3 separate regions of the Sus scrofa genome follow, and all the other regions are linked to region 1. A link is a contact called in public Hi-C and promoter capture Hi-C data. All regions are on one chromosome and are shown on one strand. Each heading gives the region's core, a stretch centred on a gene start, on an enhancer-like site or on the middle of the called end of the contact. The rest is flanking DNA. Distances are from core to core; before and after follow the strand shown. Region 1 holds the start of PUM3 (pumilio homolog 3). Region 2 holds the start of RFX3 (transcription factor RFX3). Region 3 holds the start of SMARCA2 (probable global transcription activator SNF2L2).

Region 1 (3,935 bases), core at 12-2,511:
CCTTATTTGGGGAAAAGATTTTTGCATATGTAATTAAGTAAAGACATCTAAATGTGATCATCCCTGATTATCCTGAGGGATCCTAAATTCAATAAACAGACAAGTGCCTTTACAACACATAGAAAAGGATGGCTCAGTGGATAACGAATCCGACTAGGAACCATGAGGTTGTGGGTTTGATCCCTGGCCTCGCTCAGTGGGTTAAGGATCCGGCGTTGCGGTAGGCTGTGGTGTAGGTCGCAGACGCGGCTCGGATCTGGCGTGGGGGTGGCTGTGGCTCCGGTGTAGGCCGGGTGTCTACAGCTCCGATTAGACCCCTAGCCTGGGAACCTCCACATGCTGGGGGTGCAGCCCTAGAAAAGACATAAAGACAAAAAAAAAAAAAAAAAAAAGAAAGAAAGAAAAAAGAAAAAAAAAAAAAAAACAAACACATAGGAAAGGAGAAAACATAGAAGAAAAAGTCATGTGAAGACAGAGGCAGAGACTGGAGCGGCCCAAGCCAAGGAAAGTCTGGAACCGCAAGAAGCGGAAAGAGGCACAAAGTTGTTCCCTAGAGGCTGAAGAAGGTGCACAAACTCTCTAACAGCATGATTTCCAACTTCTAGCCTCCAGAACAATTAGAGAATAAATTCTGTTGTTTGACCGGACCAAGTTTGACCCCATTGCACCTGCAAAATGAGGTAGCAGCCTAACTACAGTCTCATCTCCTTAAGTGGATAGTGGGATAACTGCATTCTGGACGGAAGGGCAGACGTTTAAAATGTTAAACATTTATCAATCATTCACTGTACTAGGCTTTTTCCATACATGACAGCCATCGCTATTTGATCAAGTAACCAAGGTTCAAAGAAATTCAGCCATTTGTCGTAAGCCACGCAGCTAACAAGCAGAAGAAAAAGCCGAGATCGCAATACAAGCCGATTCCGGACATATCCCTTTAATCCTCCCCTCTAGAATACCAGAAAGGATGCGAATGAACCATTCTAAAATTCTTAACTGTTTAAGCCTCAATTCCCCCTACAGTTTAGTGGCGCCAAGTTCTCCGCTGCCACAATTGGTGAGCCCTTGCGAAAAGCTCCAGCTCCTCCCGGGAAAGACAGGGTTAATGACGTCACTTTCAGGAGCCGTTATCCCGTCTTCGCCCCACGGGTCCTTTCCAGGGCCAAAACTCTTTGTGGCTCAGTCCTCGCGCCTCTCGATGAGATATAAGTAAGAGCGGACCAATAGCAACGCCGAATTTCCGTTTTTCTGGATAATTCCCTCCCCTTAACCGTAGCGCCGCTGCGGAAGAAGGTAAAGGGAGACAGGGGCGGGGCTGGGCTAGGAAGCGGAAGTCCTCGCGGTGGGTCCAGGACCCGTGCTTCCCGGACCCGCACGTGTGTGGTGAGTGTAGCGCGCTCCGCTGCAGATCCCGGGAGGGCTTTGTTCCCTCGCCGGCGCTGGAGTGGGAGGGTCTCTCGGATAGAGGTGTTCACATCTGTCATCCGCCGGTTGATCTTCTATGGCTTTTTCTACTCTGGGAGTTTTAGGTCTTATGGGAGCCTGACTGCCAAAGCAGGTTTACTTCTCTCCCTATCTCGCTGTCTTGAGAATGCTGGGTTAACTTGAACTACCTTCAGCCTCTAAAATCCCAGCGTGTGCTAGTAGCTTTCAGCTTTTCTGTCATATATTTGACTGGGTGCCCAGTTTACACTCTGAATGTACGGTTGCAAGTTGTAAGCGTTGGGAGGGAAACGAATTTAGTGCTCAGCTGGAGGATGGGGGTGTTTGGGGGAAGTAAGCCGAGATCCAGAGCATGACAAGAGGCCACCCTGGGATCTGGAAGCGCAGGGAAAACCACTTTCAGCAGAGACAGTAACTTGGGCTAAGTCCTTCAGGTGGAAACTGTAGAAGCGAAGCCAGAGTAGTGAGCCAGAAGTACAGCGATACAAGACAAAGTTAAATGGGTGGGTGGGAGGTTCTGTAGGGCTTGGGAGTCAGTGCTTGCTAGGAGTATGGATTTTCTTTACAATGGGAGAATATTCCCATTTGTACAACACAGTGAAAACTTACAAGCAAGGGAGAAGCAGGTCCCGGTTCTCTTCAGATAATGTGTAGTAATTTGTATTATTATATAGTGCGTGTAGTTATTATATAGTCTGTATAATTATGTAGTGTATTTCATATAGAATGTATTATATAGAGATTATTGACGATGGTTTGGATCAGGGTGGTGGTAGTGGAGATTGAAGTTGGAGGGTTAGAGGGTCAGTTAAAGTTACTAAAGGGGATTTAAGAGGACTTAGTGAAGGATTGAATGTAGCAGACAAGGGAGACAAACTATCACAGGTAAATCTTGGGTTTCCTCTTCTTACTTGACCACTGGAGTGGGTGATGAGCCAATGCTGAAATGGGGAAAAATAGATGAGGACATTTTTGTTTCCAGGCGGAGTGTTTGTTTTTTTTTTGTTTTTTGGCTACACCCACAGCATGTGAAAGTTCCCAGGCGAGGGGTTGAATCTGAGCCACAGCTGTGACTGAGGTGCTGCAGACATATAAAGAATTATATTTTGTATACGTTAAGTGTAAGATGCTTATTAGACACATAAATGGAAGTTTCAAGTGGGTAGTTAGAATACATGTCTGGAGTCCAAGAAGATACTCCAATACGTGTCTGGAGTCCAAGAAGATACTCCTAAGGGAGAAATAATTTAAGGGTCCAGCACAGAAAGCCATGGGACTGGATGAAATCCCCTTGAGAGATGTGTATAGAGAGAAGACTTGAGGAATGCCAGCATTTAGAAGTTGGGTTTTCAATGGTCAGTACTTTCAAAGTGCAATGCTGAACCTGACCGCCAAAAGGAGTAAAGATCAATCACACGTTCCTCTATCTCTGGGAAACCTGTTATTTTCCTTCAGAAGGCAGAATTGGGCTCTCTCAGCTCTGTGGCTTTTTGAACACTTTTTATATACTTCAGTTAGAATGCTTAACTATGTTGTGTTTTAGTTTTCTGCTTGCCTGTCTCCTCTGCTGTATTACATTTTTATTTATTTATTTTGGGTATATAGTTTTAAAAAAATCCCTTAGCTTTCTAGCACATAGTCTGTAGATATTCCATACATTTCAAGTCCAACGTGTCAAGTTATAAGAAGGCCATCAAAATGTGTCATAGGAGTGCTCTCTTCAGCAGCACATATATTAAAATGTGTCATAGGGAGTTCCCGTTGTGGTGCAGCAGAAACAAATCTGACTAGTATCCATGAAGATGCAGGTTCAATCCCTGGCCTTGCTCAGTGGGTTGGGGATCCAGCATTGCTGCGATCTGTGGTGTAGGTCATAGACGTGGCTTGGATTTGACGTTGCTGTGGTGCAGGCTTGTAGCAATAGCTCCAATTCGACCCCTAGCCTAGAAACTAACATTGGTGTGGACCTAAAAAGCAAAAAAAAAAAAAAAAAAGTCATAGGAATAAAGAGAATCATTTGAAAGAGAAAGAAGGCGTTTGAAGGAGGAATGATAAGTATGATAAGTAATTATAATTTAGGCTGGATTTGAAGGATGAGTAGGATGTATTTTGATAGAGAATGGCTTTAAAGTTTGGCTCCAATATTTGAAAGAGAATACTGAGGGAGTAAAATTGGCTTCAGTGTGGTATTTGTGATGAGAGTAAATTAGGATCAAGTTTGAAATGCCTATGAATGCCAGTCTGATTTTGAAATTCTTCCTGTAGACAGTGGAAACTTTTGAAGGTATTAGAGCAGGGAAATAACATGAAATAGATGTATTAGTGGAAGATTAATCAGGCAGCACAGAGCAGATCATAGCACATTGAATCTAACAATGGAAAACAATCTGAACAAGAGATAAAGAGCCTGAATAACATAATAGATGGAGGGGAAAAAGAGGAGATGATTTCAAGATGCTGGAATGTGATAGTACAGGATCCCCAAGCAAATG
Region 2 (4,313 bases), core at 418-2,917, 650 kb before region 1:
TAAAATACTCTTAACGAATACTCTACGGCACAGAGCTGTAAAATAAAACCACTGACTTTCAAGAGTCTGTGCCTATTTTCTCAAAAACGAGACTATGCACCTAATAGTGGTGTTGTGAGGATTAAATGAGATAATGCACGTCAAACACTAAACACAATGTCTGGGGCAGCCTTAGACCTCTGTAATGGTGGTTATTATTATTTAGCATTGTGAATTTCTGTGGCCCCAAACCGTTATCTTGCAAGTGCAGAGAGTAAGCCTCAAGAGGACTTTCTAATGCCCTGCTTCTCATGTTATTGTCTTGGATAAGTAGCTTAGCTGCAAGTGTTGGAGGTTTGTGGTATTGGCAGGGCCTGGGGGCATGTTCCTGCAAGACTTGCACCTGCAGAGAATTGGACGAGGATGTCTGAACCTTGGCAACGGAGGCTATCGACACCAACCGGGGTTCGAGAGGGCTACTTGTGTGCTAACAACATCCATTACCCACGGAAGCCACTGGGCTAGTTCAATACACCCTGAAGCAACAAGACCTTCAGATACAGCATATTGTTAAGGTATCCCGGGATCTGGACCAGGGAAGTAACAGGACACGGGGTTGTGCTCAAATCCTGGTTTGGTCAACTTTAAACAAGAACACTTGCTTCACACTTGAAAGGTGAAGATAACGGGAATATAGGAACCAACTGGATGCTACACAGAGCAGGTGTTAAGTTACCCCACCTCCTAGCGCCTTTCCCAAGGTGGGGGGGGGGCGCCATGCGATTTCGTGTTCCCCGACAGGGCGATTTCTTCATCCTGAGTAGAGCTTACTCCCCACTACGTAGGTGGGGAATCGGGACCTTGCCTCCGCGCTCCGGAGGTAAGGCCCACGAGCTTGGACCTTCTCCGTGCGCGCTGGACCCGGGGAAGCCGGCCCGCTCCCACACGCGCCCGGCGCTCCTTTGCTCTAAGATGGCGGCGGAGGCAGCTCGCTCACGCCGCCCGCGCTCCTCCGAGTCGTGGCCTCAGGAGACTGGAGCGGGGTGGGACGCTGAGAGCAGGAGAGCGAAGGCGGCGCGGGCCCTCCAATACAGCGCGGGCCCGCCGCCCCTGAAGCACCAGGAATGCTAGAAGCCAGCAGATGGCTGCGACCGGGAACACCGCTGGCGCCTCAGAAACGAGGAAAAAAAAAAAAAAAGAAAATGAAAAAAAAAAGAAAAGAAAAAAAGGGGGGGAAAGAGCGGCGGCACATCCGGGACCCCTCCGCCCGCCCCGCCCCGGAAGTGACGTTTATCTCGGGCGGGCCCACTCTTCAAAGTGGATTTTTTTTTTTCTCGTTGTAGCGTGTTGTCCCGTAAGTTGTCTGGAATAGCCATCAACACCCCCTCTCCTGGGTTAGCCGTTACTCTCTCTCAGCTGGGAGGCTTGGCACAAAGCTGGATGCTGAGACTGGCAGCTCTCGTTCGGAAGAAAGTATCTCTCGCACCACACCCCTAAATTCCCTCTCCAGCCTTTCCGGGGAGCATAGTAGTGTTGCTTCAAAGGGACTCCTGGGTGACTTGAATCCCTCTCCAACCTAGCGCATCTCTTCAGAGTCCTTCCTCCGTCGCGCCCCTACAACCCGGGTTTGGAGGTTGTCAGTCACGGTGCTGGGCCCGCCCCTTCCGGCGGCTAGCCGGCCCGCCTCCTCCTCTCTTCCCTCCCCCACCCCTCCCTGTGCGAGTGTCTCCCTCTCCCTCTCGCTCCCTCTCTCTCTCTCCCTCTCTCTCTTTTGTGAGTTATAGCAACCGTTGCCTTGTGAATCAAGCGCCATAGTCACCGTAGTCCTGGCGACTGTTACCCATCAACAACAACTACTCCTCTCCTCCTCCTCCTCCTCTTCCTCCTCCTCCTCCCCACCACCACCATCTCCATCACCCACCAACAACACCACAATAATCCACAGCCAAGGTGAATATTCTTCGGTCTCTACATGTGTGTGGGAGCGTGTGGATGCGTGTGAACCTGTGTGTCCGTGCGTGTGTGTGTCCGTGTGTGCGAGCTGAGTGTGGCTGTGCGGGGGTCTCACTCCTGACACCGGGGCTGCAGCTGCGGGGCCGCTGCTGAGGGGCTCAGTCCCCTGGGCTTGTTTACAATGGACCGTGCGCGCGGCTGGGTCGGGGGTGTGGGCGCCGCGCTGCCTGCCCGCCGGCCCCGGCCCTCCGCGGCAGCGCTTCAGGGATGGAGCGGGAGCTCGGGGGGCTGCGAGCCGAGCGGGAGAGGGAGCCACAGTTTTGCGCTGCGGACCGTGTAGCTCTCCCCTAGGTCCGGGTCTGAGGAGGAGGGTCAGGTGAAGAGATAAGGATTTTTTTCTTTCTTTCTTTCTTTAATTTTCTTTTTTTTCGAAGCTGCGTGGTTCCTGCTTCTTTCAAAAGCGAAATAGACAAGAGTGTGCAGGGGGGTACCCAAGAGGTGGTGTTTTGCTGTTGTTGTTGTTCACTTGTGGGGCCTTGTTATGGGTTTTGTTATTTTTATCCTCGTACAACGGTGAACTTTTCCCACCGCCTATTCCCTTCATTTTTGCCCCTCTTTGCCTTGTGCTAGATGGGCTGCTCGTTTACCATCATCAGCTGCATGTTTTTTTTCTTTTCTTTTCTTTTAAAACTGTGTTTTCTTTGTGCTGCAAAACAGTCTTAATATCCATTCTGCACTCTTCCCTCCCCTTCTTTCTTCTCCCCCCACACCCCTTGCACACATACTGAAACCTGGGGCCTCTTTGCTGGGCTCTTTGCTGCACTGGGAAAGAGATCTTTTTTTAAAAAAGTCTCTCTTCTCTCCCTCTCTCTCTTCTCTCTCTCTCTCCCTCTCGTGTGTGTGTGTGTGATTTAAACCGGATGCAGGGCATCTGTGATAACTTGGGTTAGTAGTTATTGACAGTGCTTTATCCTTCATGTGGAGGTGGGAGGGGTACTGGTGAGGTTCCATTTCACTTTGATGAGCCTCCTTCCCCAACAGTGGAGTGTTAACAATTTTCATTATGGTTATGGGACTTTGTGTGTGACCATCAGGGAGAGGACATAAGGAAGCATTGTGAGAACTCAGTTTACACTGTTATTTGTGACAGTTACGGTACTTTAAAGAGTTTTTCCTTTTTCTTTTTTTTTTTCTTCATCTCTGTTCGTTTTCCTTTGAGAGTTGAAATTGAAGTCAAGTTGTTCATAAAGAATGTATGAAGCTTCCCAACTTGAAACGTGTGTATATTTCACTTTCTTTGTGGTTGTTAAGATCTAGGCATGTGTGTACTTAACATAGTCTTTTTTTTGGACAGTGACTTAAACCTGCTGAAAAGAGAGAACTTTTTCCTTTTTAGGTCTTTCCTTCAAAATTGTTTTTTTTTTTTTTTTTTTCCTGTGGATTTGAATACTTGTCAGTCCTCAAGTAGTAGGGTCTTGGTTAGAGGTAACCTAGTTTTATGGATCCTGTAAATTTGTTCATTTTTCAGCCTAATGTTTAATTATCAGTAAAGAGTTTTGATAATAAATGTGTGCTAAAACAAATATAATGTACTATTTGTTCATGTTGAAGTTTGCAATTTGGAATTTTTAAATACTTATTTAGATAGTCTTCTTTCTAACAGCGAACACATATTGATTGACCTGACAGAGCAGCCTGTGAATAATGTGACAGTATTAATTATTCTTGAGATGGTAGTACTATTAAGTCTAATATTTTGTAAAATAAGAGTTGAGGTTTTAAAAAAAAACTTTTACTCTTAAAAATTCATTTCCTTTTGATTGTTCTTTTAAATGAGAATGATATTTCCTTCTGAAAGAAGTCTTTCTCTGAGCACTCCAGTTCCTTTATATTTATTTCCCCTTCCCCAACCTGGGTTCCATGCACATCTCTAATACTAACCTGTATTTTTTTTTTCTGTTCAGATGAGTGTCAAATGCCTGAACACTTTTGGATGGTGAAGTTCCTGGGTCCTATAAACTCTCTGAAGTTAATAGGAGTTTGCTGTCTTGAGACAGTCTCAGACCTTATGCCATTTGCATAATACAATTTTAGTATAGTAGGTTATAATGCTATAATTTTATGGTTTAATATTTTTTATTTGAAATGTCCAAGAACTTTTTTGAGACATTTCACTGATTATGACTATCTCAGGTTTCCTATAATTTAGATTTTCATTACCTGGCCATTTTAGAGCCAGACTTAAATTCTATTACTATCCATTTTTAAAAGCACATATTTGATATAAACGTTGCTGTTAAAGATGCTTTAGATTCAAGTGTATTAACATTATTCATACAGTCTAAGTAAGTAATTACTGGAAATACTAACAAAATATTAAT
Region 3 (4,128 bases), core at 1,170-3,669, 820 kb after region 1:
CCCGCGCCGGAGCCCGCCGCCCGGCCCCCGCCGCCACTGCCGCTGCCGCTTCCTCCCTCGCGCGCGTCATGTCACGGCGATCAAACATGTCTGTGTGCGCTTCGCTGCTGTGACTTCCTGATTCTCTGCCGCTCGCCCGCGCACACTCACACTCACAGCCACACGCACACGCCACCCCCACCATCCCCCGCCACCAAACCTCGCCTTGTCCTCCTCCGCTCCCGGGCAGGGCGCGGGCAGGAGCGGCTGCCCGCGCCACTGCTCCCAACGCACTAGCCCCGGCGCGCACAACACACACTCACACTCACGCGCAGACACACTCGAGCCGACCCCGAGCGGAGACGCGAGCTGTGGGAGCTCGCTGCTCCCTCCCACCCTCCCTCCCTACTTAGCCTCCCTGCCAAACTTTTTTTTCCAGCTTGATCCACGTCCAACTTCCCTCCACCCCGCCACCCCCACCCCCCTAGCAGTCCGGCCAGCCCCGCGCTCACCAGGATCCGCTGCAAACTGCAACCCGGATAAAAATAATAATGCAATCCAGGCGGCAGGGGCGGGGGCGAGCGCGCAGACATAGGCAGGAGGCTATTTCCCCGCGTGTACCGGAAACCGACCCGAGTGCCGGGAGTCAGACGCTGGTGTCCCTCTTAAGCCCGCACTGTTGCACCCCGCCCCGCGCGGTGCAACTGCGCCAGGCTGCAAGGCCTGCTGCGGGGCACCCGGGGCGCCCTGCTTGGTGTGCGCCCGCAGACGGAGGGCGAGTAGGGGCTGGCGCGCAGGACTGGTTATTTGGGGAAGTGCATCGCGACACCTTTGCAGATGGCATGGCCGTGTTTTGCAACGCAAACAGAAGGAGGGAAGACGGCCAGATGGAGGGGGAGAGCGGAGGAAGGGGTAAACCAGGTTGGGATGGGAATAAATCAAACTCGAAAGCAAGGAAGGAGAAGGAAGGGGAGCGTGTCATCATTGGGAGGAGGCTCCCACCCGGTCTCCCCGCCTCCCGCCCTCGCCAGCCACCCTATCCACCCCCCACCCCTCAGCCCTTCCCCTTCTCAGGCGAATGCCACCGCCGCTGCCGGGTGCGCGCGGGTCCTGTTTGTGACAGTCAGGCAGAGAGGATTATCCGGATCATGGCCTCCCCGGCCCGCAGTCACCGTGGCTCTCCCCGGCCCCAGCGCGCCCCTAGCACCCGGATGATCACCCGCGACCCACGCCCTCGGTTCCCGCGGCTCAAGCTAGGGGAAGGCGCAAAGCAAAAGAAAACAAACCCGGGAAGGGAGAGGGCGGATAACTGAGCCCGGCGGGCACCTCCGACCTCCTTCTATCCGGCCTCTTCCCTCCCAGCAGTGCGGCCCCGGCCGGACACCCGAACTTCAACACCCGAGCCCGCGCGGCCGCCAGGTACCAGGACGTCCGTAGTGCCCCAGACACAGCCCCCCAGCAGCCCTTTTGCCTAAAGGCCTGCCTACCGGTCAGCGTCCCCATCCCCGCCCGAGGGAACGCGCAAAGTGGAGGTGACACCTCAGATCCCGCACGCACCGGCCCCGCGGCGTTGACTGCCGCCGCTTTGGCGCGCCAGCTCCGGCTTCTCCCGCCGCGATCCTCTCGCGTCTCCGCAGCCGGAGCCCTTTAAACAAGTCCCCAGGAAGCGGGTGTCAGCCGCGTTCGTTGGATCCCCGCCGGCAGCCCGGGCTTCTCGCCCTCCTCTCCTGCTCTCCTTCCAACTCTTCCGGGGAGGACTGCTCTGGAAGAACTGTCGCGTTTCCATCCTATTCCCCCGATCCTCCTGCCTCCTCCCTCACCACCCCAGCTTTTAAGGGAATGGAGGGATTGCAACCTTGCCGAGTGTATGTGTGTGCTACAACCTTGAGTTGGCAGTGCATCGCTGACTGCCTACCTAGGGTCAAGGCTGTGTTTTGGTGGGATTTTCCTCCCCTTGCCTCCTTTAAGTAATAATTATTACTGTTATTATCAGAACAGTAAGGTTCGGTTGAAACTTTCCCGTTCCTTCCACCGCTGCCCGGGAGCTGTTGTTAGAGCATTCCACCTGAGGCCCGCGGGGAGGAGGCGGGCTTTTTTTGTTGTTGTTGTGGCGGTTGGCCCGCCTGTTTGTTTTGGTCTCCGTGCATGCACAATAAATAATAATTAGGATAATAATGAACGATCCCCGGCGAAGGCGGCGCGGTGCCTGAGGGGTTTATGCGGCGTCTGCAGCCGGGAGGCCAGAGGGAGGGGAAAGAGGAGAAAGGAGTTGTAAGTTATATTTACCTTGCTCGCGAGGAGTGTGCTGGCTGAATCTCTTTCCTCTCTGAGTCACCCAGAGTACAGAAACCGAGGGAGAGAGGACTAGATTATGAATATGACTTCATTGATGACAGCCATCCCCTCCTCTTCCTAAACTCCGGCTCCGCCCCGTGTCCCACCCTCGCCGCCTCCTTGGGCGCCGGAAGACGCGCCGCTGTTGGCCCCTCGCGCCGCTCCTCCCTGCCCGCCCGGACGCGGGTTGGCGGGACGCGTCTGTCACTCGCCCCGCTCAGCGACTCCCTGAGCTCGGGGGGTGGGGGGGGAGCGGAGGGGGCGGTGTGCAAGAATGTGGATCGAGACAGCTCTACTGTATGCGTGGATCCGTGTGGGTTTGCAAGGCGCCGGCTCTGAGCTGTGTTTGCGCCTGAGCAGAGAAACTGCGCAGGATGCGGAAAGCCCAGAGCCTTGACGGAGTTGGGCGCCCGTTATCCCATGCTGACAGTCTTCTCCCAGGGCCGCTGCGAGGCTCCTCCCGGGACGCTGGGAAGGGGAGGAGGCAGCGAAAGGGAGGGCAGCCGTAGTAATAGCTCGTAGTAGTTTGGGGGTATGTAAAGAAGGTGCTGGAATTTAACTGCGCCTCCGCCTGCCTGAGCGAGCCTGCAGAGGGAAGGGGAGGGGGCGACAGGGTGGGGTGGGCGGGCGGTTCCGAGTGGCACCAAAGCTGCTTGTGGCAAGGTATTGGCCATTTAAAAAAAAAAAAAAAAGAGGCATCGATGTCCCGCACGAAACTTTTTCTCTTGCCCCCCCGCCACAAGGCTGTAATTATAAATCTGTTCCCTTTCTCTCCCGTAAAAAGGAAGGCGGGCACAAAGAACATTCCTGCCAAAACTGTCTTTTTTTTCTAAAGGACTGCTAGCTTCCAAACGCCAAAAAGGGAAAAACAGCTGAGAGGCTGAATGCCTTGTAAATAAATAACACCGCCCTAACCCCTCTGTTTACTTTGTGGACCAGACACAGCACTTTAACCTTTCCTCACCTGTCATCTTCGCGTAAAATATATACAAAAATAGGTGAAAACAACCTCGTGGGGGCAGGGCGGGCGAGTTAGGGGGCAGTTGAAGCATGGAATCTGCTTTTGATTTAAGAAGGGGAATAAATCTCTTTTTCTCTCCAGTCCATAGTCTCTTGGCCTCCAGGCCACGTTTAAGACCAGTTAAGCCTACAAACAGTAAACTGCTGGCACTTAGTAGTTTTGAGACCTCTTGCTCCAGTTTTCCTTGAAATACAGTACTTTGGCTGGACTAACAGGTCAGTGTTTGCTGAGACGATTTTATTTTTAGTTTTATGAAGTGTGAAAGAATGTTAGGAGATTTTAAATCAAGGACCTATTATTTTAGACTCAGATTAATGTAGGCGCTTGACTCTTAAATTAAAACTGTTCCTATATGGTAGTGTTATGATTTATCCCTTATTTTGTAATGTAATGGCTTAAATTAGTCATTCAAAGTACACTGTGACTATCTGGTTGAGAGTTTTCCCCCCAGAGTAAAATCCTGTTTTAAGACCATTTTAGTGTTGCAAAATTGACTATTTGAGCTATGGGTCTGAAATACAGTTCTAGGATGCTTAAAACTATGTACTGGCTAAGTTGAGGACAAGAAGCTGTGGATAGAACACCAGCTGCAATGTGCTACGTGTGGTCATTAAATGTCAAGAATTGTTTCTGTTGCTGGTCCATTGCTGTAGAAGGAGTCTGCAAGGGCACCATTTTCAAGTGGCAAGGAGTGTCAAGGATCATGAACCCTGTAGTCTTCTAAGGCTTTGCTACTTGCTTGTTAACTTGAGCTTCATAATTTTCTGTCTCTCCCAAAGTGAACCTCAGGACAA

The links. Promoter capture Hi-C pulls out the DNA fragments that hold promoters and counts their contacts. Hi-C and Micro-C count contacts between places; a contact is called where the count stands out from the background.
Region 2: a contact with region 1 is called in a promoter capture Hi-C map of liver, with 6 times the contacts expected there. The contact joins the promoter of RFX3 here to the promoter of PUM3 in region 1. A contact is called at or near these places in 1 of 5 promoter capture datasets (liver), 3 of 47 Hi-C or Micro-C datasets (heart right ventricle, skeletal muscle and subcutaneous adipose tissue) and 1 of 2 datasets of contacts at active chromatin or transcription factors (alveolar macrophages).
Region 3: a contact with region 1 is called in a Hi-C map of liver, with 5 times the contacts expected there. The contact joins the promoter of SMARCA2 here to the promoter of PUM3 in region 1. A contact is called at or near these places in 7 of 47 Hi-C or Micro-C datasets (alveolar macrophages, embryonic fibroblasts, heart right ventricle and 3 more) and 1 of 2 datasets of contacts at active chromatin or transcription factors (alveolar macrophages).

The regions. Positions count from the first base shown.
Region 1 is chr1:218,992,878-218,996,812 of Sscrofa11.1, forward strand. PUM3 (pumilio homolog 3) reads left to right here and starts at 1,262. Exons shown (of 18, transcript XM_001927669.7): 1 at 1,262-1,383.
Region 2 is chr1:218,338,761-218,343,073 of Sscrofa11.1, forward strand. RFX3 (transcription factor RFX3) reads left to right here and starts at 1,668. Exons shown (of 19, transcript XM_021064186.1): 1 at 1,668-1,929.
Region 3 is chr1:219,813,019-219,817,146 of Sscrofa11.1, forward strand. SMARCA2 (probable global transcription activator SNF2L2) reads right to left here and starts at 2,420. Exons shown (of 33, transcript XM_021064340.1): 1 at 2,266-2,420.